Regions from separate parts of the Mus musculus genome. Here regions 1, 2, 4 and 5 are each linked to region 3. A link is a contact called in public HiChIP or PLAC-seq, capture Hi-C and promoter capture Hi-C data. All regions are on one chromosome and are shown on one strand. Each heading gives the region's core, a stretch centred on a gene start, on an enhancer-like site or on the middle of the called end of the contact. The rest is flanking DNA. Distances are from core to core; before and after follow the strand shown.

The links. Promoter capture Hi-C pulls out the DNA fragments that hold promoters and counts their contacts. HiChIP or PLAC-seq counts read pairs in DNA pulled down with a chosen protein or histone mark. Capture Hi-C pulls out chosen DNA fragments and counts their contacts.
Region 1: a contact with region 3 is called in an H3K4me3 HiChIP or PLAC-seq map of bone marrow-derived macrophages, with 5 times the contacts expected there. The contact joins the promoter of Stat6 here to the promoter of Spryd4 in region 3. A contact is called at or near these places in 10 of 39 promoter capture datasets (the C10 cell line, cranial neural crest, embryonic stem cells and 5 more), 1 of 484 Hi-C or Micro-C datasets (embryonic stem cells), 9 of 115 datasets of contacts at active chromatin or transcription factors (the 230-238 cell line, T-cell acute lymphoblastic leukemia, bone marrow-derived dendritic cells and 6 more) and 1 of 9 other capture datasets (embryonic stem cells).
Region 2: a contact with region 3 is called in a promoter capture Hi-C map of liver, with 2.5 times the contacts expected there. The contact joins the enhancer-like site here to the promoter of Spryd4 in region 3. A contact is called at or near these places in 6 of 39 promoter capture datasets (3T3-L1-derived adipocytes, cranial neural crest, hippocampal neurons and 2 more).
Region 4: a contact with region 3 is called in a FOXA1 HiChIP or PLAC-seq map of pancreatic cancer cells. The contact joins the promoter of Nxph4 here to the promoter of Spryd4 in region 3. A contact is called at or near these places in 9 of 39 promoter capture datasets (3T3-L1-derived adipocytes, cranial neural crest, embryonic stem cells and 3 more) and 3 of 115 datasets of contacts at active chromatin or transcription factors (embryonic forebrain, large pre-B cells and pancreatic cancer cells).
Region 5: a capture Hi-C map of macrophages shows a contact between it and region 3, with 4 times the contacts expected there. The contact joins the promoter of Arhgap9 here to the promoter of Spryd4 in region 3. A contact is called at or near these places in 1 of 39 promoter capture datasets (hippocampal neurons), 5 of 115 datasets of contacts at active chromatin or transcription factors (astrocytes, bone marrow-derived macrophages, embryonic stem cells and 2 more) and 1 of 9 other capture datasets (macrophages).

Annotation. Positions count from the first base shown.
Region 1 is chr10:127,641,660-127,644,359 of GRCm38.p6, reverse strand. It overlaps Stat6 (signal transducer and activator of transcription 6), which reads right to left and starts at 1,374. Exons shown (of 22, transcript NM_009284.2): 1 at 1,111-1,374.
Region 2 is chr10:127,425,433-127,428,132 of GRCm38.p6, reverse strand. The region is part of intron 2 of R3hdm2 (R3H domain containing 2); the gene reads right to left. Among named protein-coding and RNA genes, the nearest start is that of Gm23819, 22 kb to the right of the region's middle. Within about 2 kb of position 1,297, at least 84 of the 459 cell types and tissues checked have an H3K27ac peak or open chromatin away from gene starts, as enhancers often do. A contact at or near this core is called in liver, where this site is marked.
Region 3 is chr10:128,210,431-128,213,130 of GRCm38.p6, reverse strand. Spryd4 (SPRY domain containing 4) reads left to right here and starts at 1,337. Exons shown (of 2, transcript NM_025716.2): 1 at 1,337-1,422; 2 at 1,740-2,700. The coding sequence starts at 1,338. The coding sequence ends at 2,278.
Region 4 is chr10:127,533,112-127,535,811 of GRCm38.p6, reverse strand. It overlaps Nxph4 (neurexophilin 4), which reads left to right and starts at 1,253. Exons shown (of 2, transcript NM_183297.2): 1 at 1,253-1,436. The coding sequence starts at 1,380.
Region 5 is chr10:127,320,569-127,323,268 of GRCm38.p6, reverse strand. It overlaps Arhgap9 (Rho GTPase activating protein 9), which reads right to left and starts at 1,305. Exons shown (of 16, transcript NM_001285785.2): 1 at 838-1,305; 2 at 379-575. The coding sequence starts at 1,153.

The DNA.
Region 1 (2,700 bases), core at 125-2,624, 570 kb after region 3:
GTCTTATTTTCAAATTTAAGAGAGGATTCTGTTCCCTTTTCCTCCCAGTCTCTGGAATGTTCGGATTCCAGACCTTTGGCCCTATCCTTACCCTACTGGGGACTGGGACCGCCAAGCCAGGAACAGCTCCAATTTCCTCTAAATCTCCCTGTAGAGTGACTCAAGTCTCATCCTTCCCCCACCCCAGACGCCATTAAGCCATATTTTTCTCCTGAGCTGCCGGTAACGTTGCAGGGTCTATAGGTCGGGCTAGGACAAGGACCGTCCTTTCTTGAGATCAGTCCCCTAGGGTGGGAAGGCGGAGCTACACTTCAAGAGGCGGGGCGAGCTTTCCCTTCCAGGCTCCCCCTCCCCGCCGTAGGGGAAGCCCGACAACCTAGAAGCTTCTTCGTAAGCTTGGTGGCCTAAATCTATCCCCTCCACTCCCGCATTCCGAGTCCGCTGGCCGTGTGACCCCAATATCAAAAGTCAAGGGCTTCCCTGAGTTGTCCAATGTGCGTGTATATATGACGGTGGCGGCGCTGGTGGGGGTGGGAAAGGGTGGGAGGAGGTGGAGCCAGGTCAGCATGAGGAGGGTTAACCCCCAGCCGGCTGCCCTCCACGGGGAAATCTCAGGGTTTACTGCGGCCAAAAAAGTGAGGGGGAAAGTCCCCCTCCTCTGGGGCACCATGAGATCTACATCTGGGTCTCTCTCACCCTCCAGCCACACCCTGAGTAGGAACCTTTAGCGGGCAGCAGCTAGGGGTTGGACAGGCTCGGGGACCCTGGAGCATCAACTTCTAGGGAAAGGCAGCCATGTCCCCCAACCCAGAGAACCTTTCTTCTCCTCTGCCCAGCGACTGTCCCAAGACCCAGGAGGCGCAGGGCTGAGGATTGGGGAAAGTGACGCGACACGTTGGGGACCGGAATGTGGAGGCCTGTACCCACCCGAGTCCTTCGAAAGTTGGAAACTGCCAAAACCCAGTGCCGTCAGCTAACCCCAGATGAAACTATTTTCAGGGGACCAACTGCCCCGCCCAGGGGGGAGGATCCGAGAGGCCCCGAAAATCCATCCCTCGTGGTTCGTCAAAGCCCCCCCATAACCTTCCCTACTCGCAGACGTCCCCTCACCTCAGCAGCCCCGCTGCTATCTTCTCCCTCTCTCAGAGGGCACTACCAAGCCCCATGGGTCTGTAGGTCTGTCCAGCGGGTCCTGGGCTGGCCCTAAAAACTCAATGTGTACAGACACACACACACATATGCACACAGGCACGCGCGCACACGCTCGAGCGCGCGCACACACACACAAACACACACACAGGCACGCACGCACTCGTCTCCGGGCCTTCTTCACTGTAAACCCTGGCTGCCCCGGCCTGCTGTTTCCGGCTTCTCTGTCTGCCCAGGTCCCTCCCTGGCGCTCTGACGACACAGAGAAGAGAAAGTGGGCTGGAGGAGGAAGAGGAAGAAAGTGGGGTGAACCTGTATGTACCCGGTGGGGAAGCACGTAGTGGGGAGGGCAAAGCTGGAGCTCCATTGAACCACACTGGAGGGAGGCTGACCTTTACTCTAATCCCCTTAGCACTGATCCATTCCCCACTCCTCGGAAAAGTCACCTAATATCTGGCAGAGGCATGCCACCCCGAACTGCCTAGCTACCACACAAACTTTCTCCGGGCCAGAGATTGGGACCTCGGGGAACTGTGCTATGGGACATCTGGGTTGTGTGCGTCCTCCAGTGGAGGACCCTGAAAAACAGCTGGGAGCCCGAGGCCCCTGCACAATTAGGCTCACCTCCTTCCAAGGCAGGAACGCCTTAGAAGTCCCGTGATACTGTAGGGAGGAAGTGGGGGAGGGGAACCCTTAGCTCAGAATTCTGGAAGTCTCCGGGAGTCCCTTGGAGGAAAAGGAATTCATTCGGGGATACCACGTCCCAAACCCTAGTGATAGCCACTGAGGGCTGCCAGGGTGCCAAGTTTGAATGTGAATATGCTGTGCAACCTTGGCAAAGTTCCTATCTGTTTCTGAGGTAAACACTGAGACACACCCCAAAACAAATATGTGCAATTTCCCTGGCCACAAGAAAACACACACACACACACACACACGCATACACACACACATACACACACGCACACGCGCGTGTCTGAGCTTTACACATGTAGCAGCAGGCTCTCACACATGACAGCCCTCAGAGCCTCTTAGAGTCACACACACACACACACACACACACACACGCCCCTTGTTCAGCCTCTGAATCACCATCATAACCAGAGGACTGTCCTGTAGTTTTTGTTGGGGAGGATAACAAAAGGCCAAACCTGAAAGTCGAGTGTATGGAGGGATAGTCTGAGGGTGGCTGTGTCAAGTTGGAATTTTGGCTTTCCATTGCCTTTCAGGGCTGGGCTGAAAGAGCAAAAGCCAGGCTTCTGGCGCCCCCTGGTGCCTGAGCTGATTCCTCCACTGCACATCCGTGGGCACTGTACACAGTGCAAACTTAGATCCACCCAGGTGCCAGAGCAAACTGTACATGTACATATAATATAATCATGGACTCTGAGCAAGACCTATTTGTGTTCAAGTCCTGCCAAAGATGCTAACTGCAGAATTGGCTGGTTCATTATCTGTAGGACGGAGCACGCAGAGTGGCTTAAGCTGTGGGGTTGTGAGAATAGAATATACTGATACATAAAGGCTCAGAGGAACTCTGGTCACCTAGTA
Region 2 (2,700 bases), core at 48-2,547, 780 kb after region 3:
TAACTCTTCTTTCTCCATATATACTAGAGAAGGTACAGGGAAGATTAAAATCTCCAAGCAGAGAGAGTTTGTTATGAGTGTTACACACATTGCTGGCTCTTGTCAATGCACTATGATAGGTTAGTAAGCAATACAAAAAAAGAAAAACTTCAAAAGATACAAAAGAATAAGACTCTAAGTTATAATAGTGGGCTGGTGAGATGGCTCAGCCATTAAAGGCTAGGCTCTCCTTCTAAAATATGTTACAGCATAAAACTAAAAGAAGATAAAGGGTAACAGGATGTTGGATTGCTTAGTATTTTTTGCTCGATATTTGGCCCATTTAAAATTCTGGATTTGGGGAGGGAAGGTCAAGGCACCTCAATGGCACAGTACATACTTAGTGAACACAAAGCCTTCACGTCAATGCTAGGCACTACCACCCAGCCTGCAAATCAGTTTATTTTAAGAAATGTGGCAGTATTAAGAAATGTGGCAGTATTTTAAGGACTCACCATACACAGGATGCCATATCTATGAGTGAGTACACTCACAGATATCCAGAGGAAGAGGAGTACCATGAGCACAGCACCCAACCGGAAGAGTAAGGAAGGAATGGCTTTCCAGAGGTGGACACCAGAGGCAAATGTCCAAATGACAGAGACAGGAGTAAGGTAGGTTCTTTCAGACAGATAAGGATAAGAAGAAGCGTTACAAACTGGCAGGTTGTCTGTCTTCTTGATGAGTACTGTGTAGGCAGAAGCTCTAGGCTGACCTCAGGAGAAATACCTGCCAACCAGCAGCACCAGTTCCCCAGACAGCACTGCAGTGGGTGCAGCAGCTGGCCCCAAACTGCACATCTTGCCAAATTTAGCTCCAAAGTTCTAAGTTTAGCTCAGAAGTCCTTCTGCATATAAATATTAGATTGGGCCTTGAGAGCAGAGTCTGTAGAATAAAGTTCATACTCCATGGATTTCCCTAAGAAGCTGTGAATGGTGCTGTGGTCTGAGACAGGGTCTCACTTATGTAGGCCTGCATGAACTCATACAGGTCCTTCTGCTTCAGCCTCAGGGCTGGAATTTAAATGTGTGCCAACACGCTAGGCAGGAGCTGTAGATTTTAAATGGCTGTGACATATTAACATAACAAGACCACGGGCCTTTAAGCTGATCAGCAACTCCTCACTTCCTGGTTCTTCCCCCTCCTAGTAACTTCTTCTGTGGATGGCAGGCTCTTCCTGAGCTATCTCAGTCCTCCACAGCCATCCAATTCAGCAAAGCTGAAGGCTCTCAGCACAACCCTTTGTTTACATAAGCCAATCAGGACCAAGTATTGGGCATAAAAAGGGCCCAGGCAGGAGGCCAGACTTCCTCTCCACCTCAGTAAAGCTCTGGCTCCTCTGCTGTCCTGGCTCATTATTCTTCACTGTTTTTAAGACAAGATCCTGGGGCCACTCAGAGTGATTCAGTGGCTGCTGCATTTCTATGGCCATATTTTCTCTAGAATTAAGCCCACCTGAGCAAGGAGATAGCTCTATCACAGTCAAAGACCCCCACAACATGGAGAGCTAAGGCAGAACATGTAAATCAGAACAATGGTAGGGAGCCCATGCCTAGAACTCCAGCACTCTGGAGGCTAAGGCAGGAGGAGGCCACGAGTCAGAGTCTGAAAATAAAGCAATCAAACTACAACAAAAGCCCAAACAGGCATGGTTGTGCACACTGGATGAAAAAGAGATAGAGGAGAGGGAGAGGGAGAGGGAGAGGGAGAGGGAGAGGGAGAGGGAGAGGGAGAGGGAGAGGGAGAGGGAGAGGGAGAGGGAGAGGGAGAGGGAGAGGGAGAGGGAGAGGGAGAGGGAGAGGGAGAGGGAGAGGGAGAGGGAGAGGGAGAGGGAGAGGAGAGGGAGAGGGGGGAGAGGGGGGAGAGGGGGGAGAGGGAGAGGGAGAGGGAGAGGAGGGGATGGGAGGGCTGCTGCTCCTAAGTATGGTGGAGGAGAAAGTTTATTATCAATATAAGGGAGACCTAACCAGAGGGACAAACATCTAAGAGAGTTCAGAGTGGTCACTACCCTGAACCATATGGGGAGAGGAGGAGAGGAAGGGAAGAGAGAGGGAGGGATCAGGTACAGCAGCCAGGAGGCCAAAGGTCAAAGGAAGGGCAGCCCAGCCCCTGGACTGGAGAGTTCAGAGTAGAGGACAGGGTGTGCCAACCATGCTCTTTAACAGTAGGACAGCGGAATGCTGGGAGAACATGGAGGCCTGGTCCACTCTGATAAGTTAATTAGGCATTCCCTACTAACAGACACCTGGCCTTAGCCCTTAGGTGGCTGGAGTCGGAGGACTTAGAATTTAAGGTTGGGGTGGCTACACAGTAAATCTGAGGCTTATGTAGTGAGTTTCTCTACAAAACCAGAAATAACAAACCCAAACCAACCAAAAGATAAATGATGGTCAAAAAGGAGAAAAGATAATCTTTCAGAGTGCATGTTCATAGACTGGCCTTTGAGATTACTTCTGGAATGCTGGGATTAAAGGTGTGTGCCTCAGAACCTGGCAATGATGCTTAAGACGCATGTCTGAAATGCTCACTCTATACTTATAATTTACTTTAGAAACGCATTCTTTACATGGCTTGAAAATCTGTTTCCTCAAAGCTTGCACGTGAAGGCTGAGATGTAGCTCACATAACATGCAGAAAGCTCTAGGTATGATCCTCATACCA
Region 3 (2,700 bases), core at 88-2,587:
TTACCCTGGGCCACTCCTGGAAAGTGAGGTTACTCTTCCCAGTTTTGAGGTATGCGACATACCTCAAAGTATTAAAAGTAGTTTTGTAATTAGAAGGGGAAAAAAAAAGTTAACCTGCATCTCTACAGTTACGGGGCTGAAAAGGCTGGGCCTGACTGAACCCTAGTGGAGAGAATGAGTCACTGCACCACCCCACACACACTTTCAAGCTCATTTATACATTAAAAAATAATGAGGTAGCCGGGCGTTGGTGGCGCACACCTTTTATCCCAGCACTCGGGAGGCAGAGGCAGGCAGATTTCTGAGTTCGAGGCCAGCCCGGTCTACAGAGTGAGTTCCAGGACAGCCAGGACTTCACAGAGAAACCCTGTCTCGAAAATAATAATAATAATAATAATAATAATAATAATAATAATAATAATAATAATAATAACAATAATAATAATAATGAGCACAAGTCATGTTGTTAATCCCAGCACTCCGCGGGCTGAGGCAGGCCGATCCTTGAGACCCTGTCTCAAACTATAATAATAAAAAACTGATATACAGAGAAACCCTGTCTCGAAAAAAACAAAACAAAAACAACAAAAAAAAAACAACAAAAAAAAACTGAGCACAACCTGGCACTTGGGAAATTGAGGCAGCAGGATCTAGAGTTTGAGGCCTGCAAAGGTTACATAGTAACTCTGTCTCAGAAGACAGAACAGTAAGCTTGAATGTAGACACATTCTGTCCAAAGAGAATGCTGAGGCTCTGGGAAACGGATTTACGCTTTTTTTTTTTTTTTTTTTTTAAATAATGTGTGGTGCTCTGCCTGTCCTGGAACTTGGTATGTAGACCAGACTGGCCTCGAACTCATAGAAAACTGCCTGCCTCTGCCTCCTGAGGGCTGTGTGTCACTCCCCCCGCCCCCCCCGGATTAAACTACTTTAAAAAAATACTTCTTTTATCTTGCCAGACTTGGTATCGCATGCATTAATTTAGTCTCAGCACTTGGGTGGCAGAGGCAGGTAGATTTTTATGAAATTGAGGCCAGCCATGACTACATAATGAATTCCAGGCCAATCCAGGCTACAGGAGACCCTGTTTCAAAACCAAACAAATCAGAGACTCTGTTTACACAGGCTCTCTGGGTGTGTGTGTGTGTGAGAGGGGTATCCTACTTAGTTGAGATATAATCAGTACGTCTCTTCACGTATTGATCTAGCTCGCCAGACTAGAAATCACCGAGATACCGATTTCTCACGACACTCGCGTCTCGCACCACGTGCTCCGGGCGCGGACCAGTCATTGGTCGGTGTCCCCTGGGGGCGTGCCCCGTGCATCTGTGGCACAAGATGGCGCTGCCCTTTGCACGCTGTTGGAAGTTGTACCGCTGGGGCACCAAGCGATGGGGGGTCCCTGCTGTGGAATCCCGGAGAGGTAGGCATATTTCTTTTTTACTGTCACTCCAAAGTAGTTAACGTGTCATTCCCAGAGCGCGATCAGAGAACTCCACTCCTCATTTCTCCTCTCTCCCCTCTGCCTTGATCTAGCAAGATTCCAAACCTGGGGCACCGGCTTCTGGCTTCCCCAGTCAGTGATTTGCAGCTCCCAGGGCTGTCTTACTAAAGCGGCACCTCTGCTCTTTCCATGTTAACATTTGACATTGACTTTTCTCGATTTCCCGTCATCGCCTGGACAGCTTTCAGATCAAACACAGCCCTAGGTTTACGAGTTCTTTTTTGCTCTGCCCTCAGGCATCAGTTTCAAACTGGAAGAAAAAACGGCCCACAGCAGCCTGGCACTCTTCAGAGGCGACACGGGTGTCAAATATGGCTTGGTGGGACTGGAACCCACCAAGGTGGCCCTGAATTTGGAGCGCTTCCGGGAGTGGGCAGTGGTGCTCGGAGACACCACAGTCACCAGTGGCAGACACTACTGGGAGGTAACAGTGAAGCGCTCCCAGCAGTTCCGGATAGGAGTGGCAGACGTGGACATGTCCCGGGACAGCTGCGTTGGTGCTGATGATCGTTCCTGGGTGTTCTCCTATGCCCAGCGCAAGTGGCACAGCATGTTGGCCAACGAAAAAGCTCCAATTAAGGGTATTGGGCAACCAGAGAAGGTGGGGCTGCTGCTGGACTATGAGGCAAAGAAGCTGAGCCTGGTGGATGTGAGTCGGATCTCTGTGATCCACACACTACAGACAGATTTCCGGGGCCCAGTGGCACCTGCTTTTGCTCTTTGGGATGGAGAGCTGCTAACCCACTCAGGACTCGAAGTGCCCAAGGGCCTCTAATGTGGCCAAGACCCTGAATCGTGCTCATGGTCAGCTTTCTGTCCTTAGTGTCTAAAGCGATTTTACTTTGTTTCAAGCAACTGGTAGCTCTCACAATTCTGTTGGGATCCTTTGTGCAATATTGTAGCCATCTTCCCCTGGGCCCTACTCTGTAAGAGCTAGGTATACAGCCAAAGTCGCCAGTTTCCTAGGTCATCAGGGGATTCGCCTCCTCAGGCCAGTTCTTTGGGTCCTTCTACTTGTGCCCACACACCTTAGACTGTTCAGTCCTGCGGTCCTGCCTCTCGGCCCGTCCCTTATCCACATGTAACTTGTTTTGGGGGCTCACCAGATTCTCTAGAGTAAATGCTCTCTACCTCTGGCTGGAGGAGTGGCAGCCACAGGCTTGGCCTTTTCTCTGATGCACCTCAGATTCTTGGGTT
Region 4 (2,700 bases), core at 4-2,503, 680 kb after region 3:
GTATATCACTGTATGCTACTGTGTGTATAAATCATGTGTGTCCGTCTCTGTGTGCTTATGTGCCTCTGTGTATGCTGGTCTGTATGTGAAGTGGCCTCACTGCTACAGTGTAGCAGGGTACTATTACAGTGGGGTAAGACTGGAGACACACCTTGGGATGTGTGTCTGTCTCTTCATCTCTTTGCATGGTCCTATCTCTTGCTGTCTAGGTGTTGGTCATACTACCTACTCAGCCTCAGACACAGCGCATAGCAACAGCTGACAGCTGAAGACTCCCTGGGTAGGGGAGAGAGAGAAAGACCAGTGGGAGGAGGAAACACGAAGAAACAGCCCTGAGGATGAGAACAGAGACCGTGCTGGAGCTGGGGACAGAGAGAGACAAGGACAGAGATAGACAGGGAAGGGGACGGGATGAGAAGAGCTGAGAGTGGAAGATGGGATTGTGGGAGAGAAAGCACAGGGCTCGTACCAAGAGGGGCAGAAGGCACTGAGGACTTCCTGCCTAGCACCAAACAAGGGTGCTCTGGATCAGGCCAGGGTCAACAGTGCGGATCAGGGGCTAACTTAAAAGAGCCGGTTTAGCCAAGGGGTCCGGGGGCCGCAGAGGTGCCGCGGGGCGGGGACAGGGCGGCGGGCGCCGTTTGTCAGCCCTATTGACAGACGTGATGGGGTTTCCGTCCGTGATCAATGATTCTCATCTCCAGGCCGAATGAGCCGCGGGGCGCCCATCCATCCCCGTCAGCGCCGCGCTCAGTGCTAGTCGCCCGAGGCCCCGCCCGCCCTCACCTCGGTCCCTGTCCGGATCACTGCCCTAGACCTACCTCTGCCAGGATTATAGAAACACCCCCCACCCATCCACCTCGGGCATCACAGGACAGGGTCCTGCTGCGTTCCCTAGCCTGTGTATGGGAACTCATGCTCCGCGACGACCCCTTCCCGCTCACAGTTCAGGGCCTAGAGTCCCACGCCCTATTGTAGCCCTCATCTGCCCCAAGACCTGGCGTCTTTGGGGTGCTGCTCCCCAAACCCCTTGCCCCTCTCCAGCTTCACACCTGAGCCAGGGGTGTGTCCAGGGTGTGTCACGGTGAAAGTCACCTTCCTTGCCCCCAGCTGGGCGGGAGGGGGCGCGCGGGGCGCGGCCGGGATTGGAGCACCGCGGAGCCCCGCCCCCCCACCCCGCCCGCCCGACTCAGACCCAACTTTCTCCCCCGCCCGCGCCCCGCCCCCAGCGCCTTGCTCCGCTCCGCGCTCAGTCCGCGGGCCGAGCCGCCCGCTCCCGCTGCTCGCGCCGCCGCCCTCTGCCCGGCGTCCCTCACCCTGAGCCCAGTCCTGCCGGACTCGGGACCCGCCCTGCCCGACCCGCTCGACCGCTCGGGAAGATGCGGCTGCTCCCGGAATGGCTCCTCTTGCTCTTTGGTCCTTGGCTCCTTAGGAAGGTAAGGGTGGCAGAGCCAAGGTGCGGGGTCCGGGACACGAAGAACACTGCATGCCAGGGGGCTCCGCGCGTCCGCCCCGCCCCCAGGACTAAGCGTCCCAACTTTGTGCGTCGTGGGGGACGTGGACAGACAGACTGCCCGCTTTAGGACTGGCATGCACCCAGCAAGTTGGCTGAGGGTTAGAAGAAGGTGCAGGGTGGAGGCCCGGCTCCAGTCGGATTCAGGCGCGACGGGGGGAGGGGACGAAGCGCGACCCGCGAGTGCGCCAGACAGAGAAGGAGTGCGAGACAGACAGACAAGCCAGCGGGTGTTAGCCTAGCCTTCTTTCCGCACCTACCTCGCTTGCCTCCCTCTGTCTGTCTGTCTGTCCTTCCACCTCTCACCCTCCACCTTCCCATTCCTCTTCTCCTTGTCACAATGCCAGGTAAGCTCTGCGATCCGAGCATACATTATCCAGGCACACGCGCTTACACGGACCCACACCAGCAGGGCTGAACTTGGCTACAATCTTCCATCCCATTTCCCGCGGAGACACCATCTCCCCTGCATAACCTCACAGACACACCCCCCTCTCACGCCTGGTGGTTGTTGTCTGGGAGGGGAGTCTCTCCTTACATCTCCTTCCTGCCCCCACCCTTCTCACTGTCTCTTTTCCTGGGGTTTCTGGGTGAAGACCCAAAGGCTAAAAGGGCCCAGAGCTCATCCTGCCCGACTCTTGCCTTGAGATCTTCAGCCCATATGGGCTCACAGTGCGGACATGGAGTGTATGGGTTAAAACCAGCCCTTGTATGCATGTGTCCAGGGAATCCAGGCACTGGGACCCAAGGTGAATGTCTATGTTGGCATGCCATGGTGGAGACATTGTCTTTGCATGGTTGATTGTGCCTGCTTCAAAGCACTGCCATCTATTTGTGCCCTGAAGTGTGACCCACAAGGGTAGTTTAGACTCTGCCCCCAACTTCCTTTCTCAACTATGACCTACCCAGTTTAAGGGCAACCAGTTGGCTCCACAAGCCCTCACTCTTGGACCTCAATCCCCAGTCTTTAAGAGAAACCAGTAATTCTCCTCCAAAACGCTTGGACCCCAGGCCTGGTGTGGTGTCCTCATAACTACAATAGGGTAGACACTGCCCCAGTGAGCCAGTTAGTAGAGCCCTTGGATTCTCCCAAGCCTATCTGCCTAGTGACCTTGAGAGAACGGAAACTGGGCAATAAATAAATAAATAAATAAATAAGAAAGAATGAACGAATGGATGGATGGATG
Region 5 (2,700 bases), core at 56-2,555, 890 kb after region 3:
GGCTAGGAGTTAGAACTGGAGAAAAGCAGTCTGCTGACATTCCTTTGGCTGTACTGGATACCCTGTTCCTCCAGGGCCTCTGTAACTCGACTGTCCTTTCTCATCCCCTACGTTGCTTATGGCCACTCTTCCTGCTCCTGCGAGATCTTCTCAGAGCACCTCAGCCTCTTCTCCTCATTGTGTCCATCTGTCCCCCTCTCCCCTCCTCTCTGATCTTTAAGGGAGGGGTGTTGTCTGTGTCCCCCTCTCCTACCTTCAGTACTTAAGGGAGGGAGGCTGTGTCCAGTTCACCACTTCACATAGATCCCGCCCCACCCTGCTGTAGTGCAGGCGGCCGACCAAGCTCTGAGTTATGCTCCAGGAAGCTCTGTAACTCACCACAGCAACTTCTGTCATCCACCAGTGAGACCTTTCTCCTGGCCCTTCCTTGAAGGATTTCAGGGAGCAGGCCTTCACATTGCCCGTGCTGACACTTTTGCACATCTTGTGGGGATGGTGAAGAGGCTGCCCAGAAGCAACCTGGGGTTCCTGAGGCAGATAGAGCTCCTCCAGGGAGCCATGATACAGCTTTGTCCCTGGAAAGAGAGATGTGAAGGAGTGGCAGGTGAGGACAGATATGACCTTGGGAATTGTCTAGGAATGCAGGGCAAGGCTGCCGGGAAGTGACACGGGCCCTAGAGCTAAGAGTGTAAAGGGGACGCCACAGTGGCTTGGGTGAGAACTAGGCTTATCAAAGGAGTCCGCAGAAGGTAAGACAGAGTAGTGCTCTCAGCGCTCAAGCGGGAAGAGTCAGAGAGTCGGAAAGGTGAAGAGGGGGGAGGCTCAAAGCTTACTTACCAGGAGTCCAGAGGGAGCTGTTGTAGGTAGTGTCTGCTGGGTTGTGGCAGCAGATTGATTCCTCTGTCATGTATGCAGCTGGAACAAAGATGGGCCGAGAGCTGGGGGGTGCGCCCAGACGCCTCGCCAGCCACCAGTCTGAGTTGGTCTTTCGAAGCAGTAGGAACCTGTCACCTTCAGCCAGAGACACCTGCCGGCCATCTGCCCCAGTGTAAGTGAACGGATAGAGGGCGCAGAGCTGGGGTCCCTGAGAAGGGCTTTGTAGACTCAGCCCTAGATTTCCCCAGATACTTGGCCACCACCGGCCTGAGAACATGGTGGCTGGCACTGTCACCTATAGGAAAAGGGGGTGCTGAAGTTCCAGAAGGAAATAGGAGCTGGTGCCTCCGTACAGAAGGGCATGGTTTGAAGAGTGTGTGTGAGCGTGTGTGTTTTTGTGTGTGTGTGTGTGTGTGTGTGTGTGTGTGTGTGTGTGTGTGTGTGTGTGCAGGACCCTTAGGGCGAGAGGAAGAGGGGAGAGAGATCAGCACAGGTTTGGGGGGGGTCCAACTTCTGTGTGATGTGTCTGTTGAGGAAGTGTATAAATAAGGTGAGAGAGGATGTGGTCAGCAGCCTACCCAGCAAGCAAGGCAGGGAATCTGAGAAGACAACCTAGCTTGGTGATCTTTAGATACCTTGTCGAGGTTACCTGATGTTCCAGGGTCAGAAAGACCTGATCCTGGATGTTGAAGGGAGCCCTGAGCTGCACATAAGGAGGAAGAGGAGGAGGAGGAGGAGGAGCCAGGCTAAGAGCAGAACACAGACAAAAGTACAGGTGACAATGATGAAGGGAAGGTTATGCCATGACCCGTTTTTAAGCTCACACAGGCCTCAGTGTTCCTGTGACCACCCAAACTGCCTCAGACTCGAAGCTTTGTGTTTCCTGTGCAGACAGACAACCAGAAAAACTAAAAAAACAAGCGAGCAGGAAAGGAAAAAAGAAGAGTGCATATCTCCTTCAGCCCCGTCTAGGACACATTAGGGCGCATGATCTATGCATCAACCTTCTGGAGGGGTCCCCGGGTTTATTATGGGGCTCCGTCCATTTGCAATTCTTGTTGTATGTGTGAGTGTTTGGTCTGTGTGTATGTCTCAGCACCATCCAAATGTCTGCTGCCCAAGGAGGCCAGAAGACGGTGTTGGATCCCTGGGATCAACAGTTACAGGCGGTTGTGAACCCTCATGTGGGTACTGGGAATTGAACCAGGGTTCTCTGGAAGAGCAGCCAGAGCTCTTAACTGCCAAGCCATCTCTCCAGCCTTTTTTATTTCTATGCTTAACAAGAACTGGTTGAGGACTGTCTCCTGTGTGGAAGGAGCCGTCAAGAACTAGAAATGACAAAGGGATGAGCTCCTTAGCAGCTTAGGGGGCCAGACCTTAACTGACCTTAACACAGGAAATTTACTAACTGCAGCTGAATTGGAGACCGTGCACACACGGTACAGAAGTCGATGTAGTGGCTCACGCCTTCAACCCAGCACTCAGGAGGCAGGGGCAGGTGCATCTCTATGAGTTTGAGGCCAGCATTATCTACATAGTGAGTTCTAGGGCTGGAGAGATGGCTTGGTGGTTAAGGGCACTGACTGCTCTTCCAAAGACCCTGAGTTCAATCCCCAGTAACCACATGGAGGCTCACGACCATCTGTGATGGGATCCGACACCCTCTTCTGGTGTGTCTGAAGACAGCTACAGTGTACTCATAATAAATAAGTAAATAATTCTTTTTTTTAAAAAAGATTTATTTATTTATTATATGTAAGTACACTGTATCTGTCTTCAGACACTCCAGAAGAGGGCGTTAGATCTCATTACCGGTGGGTCACC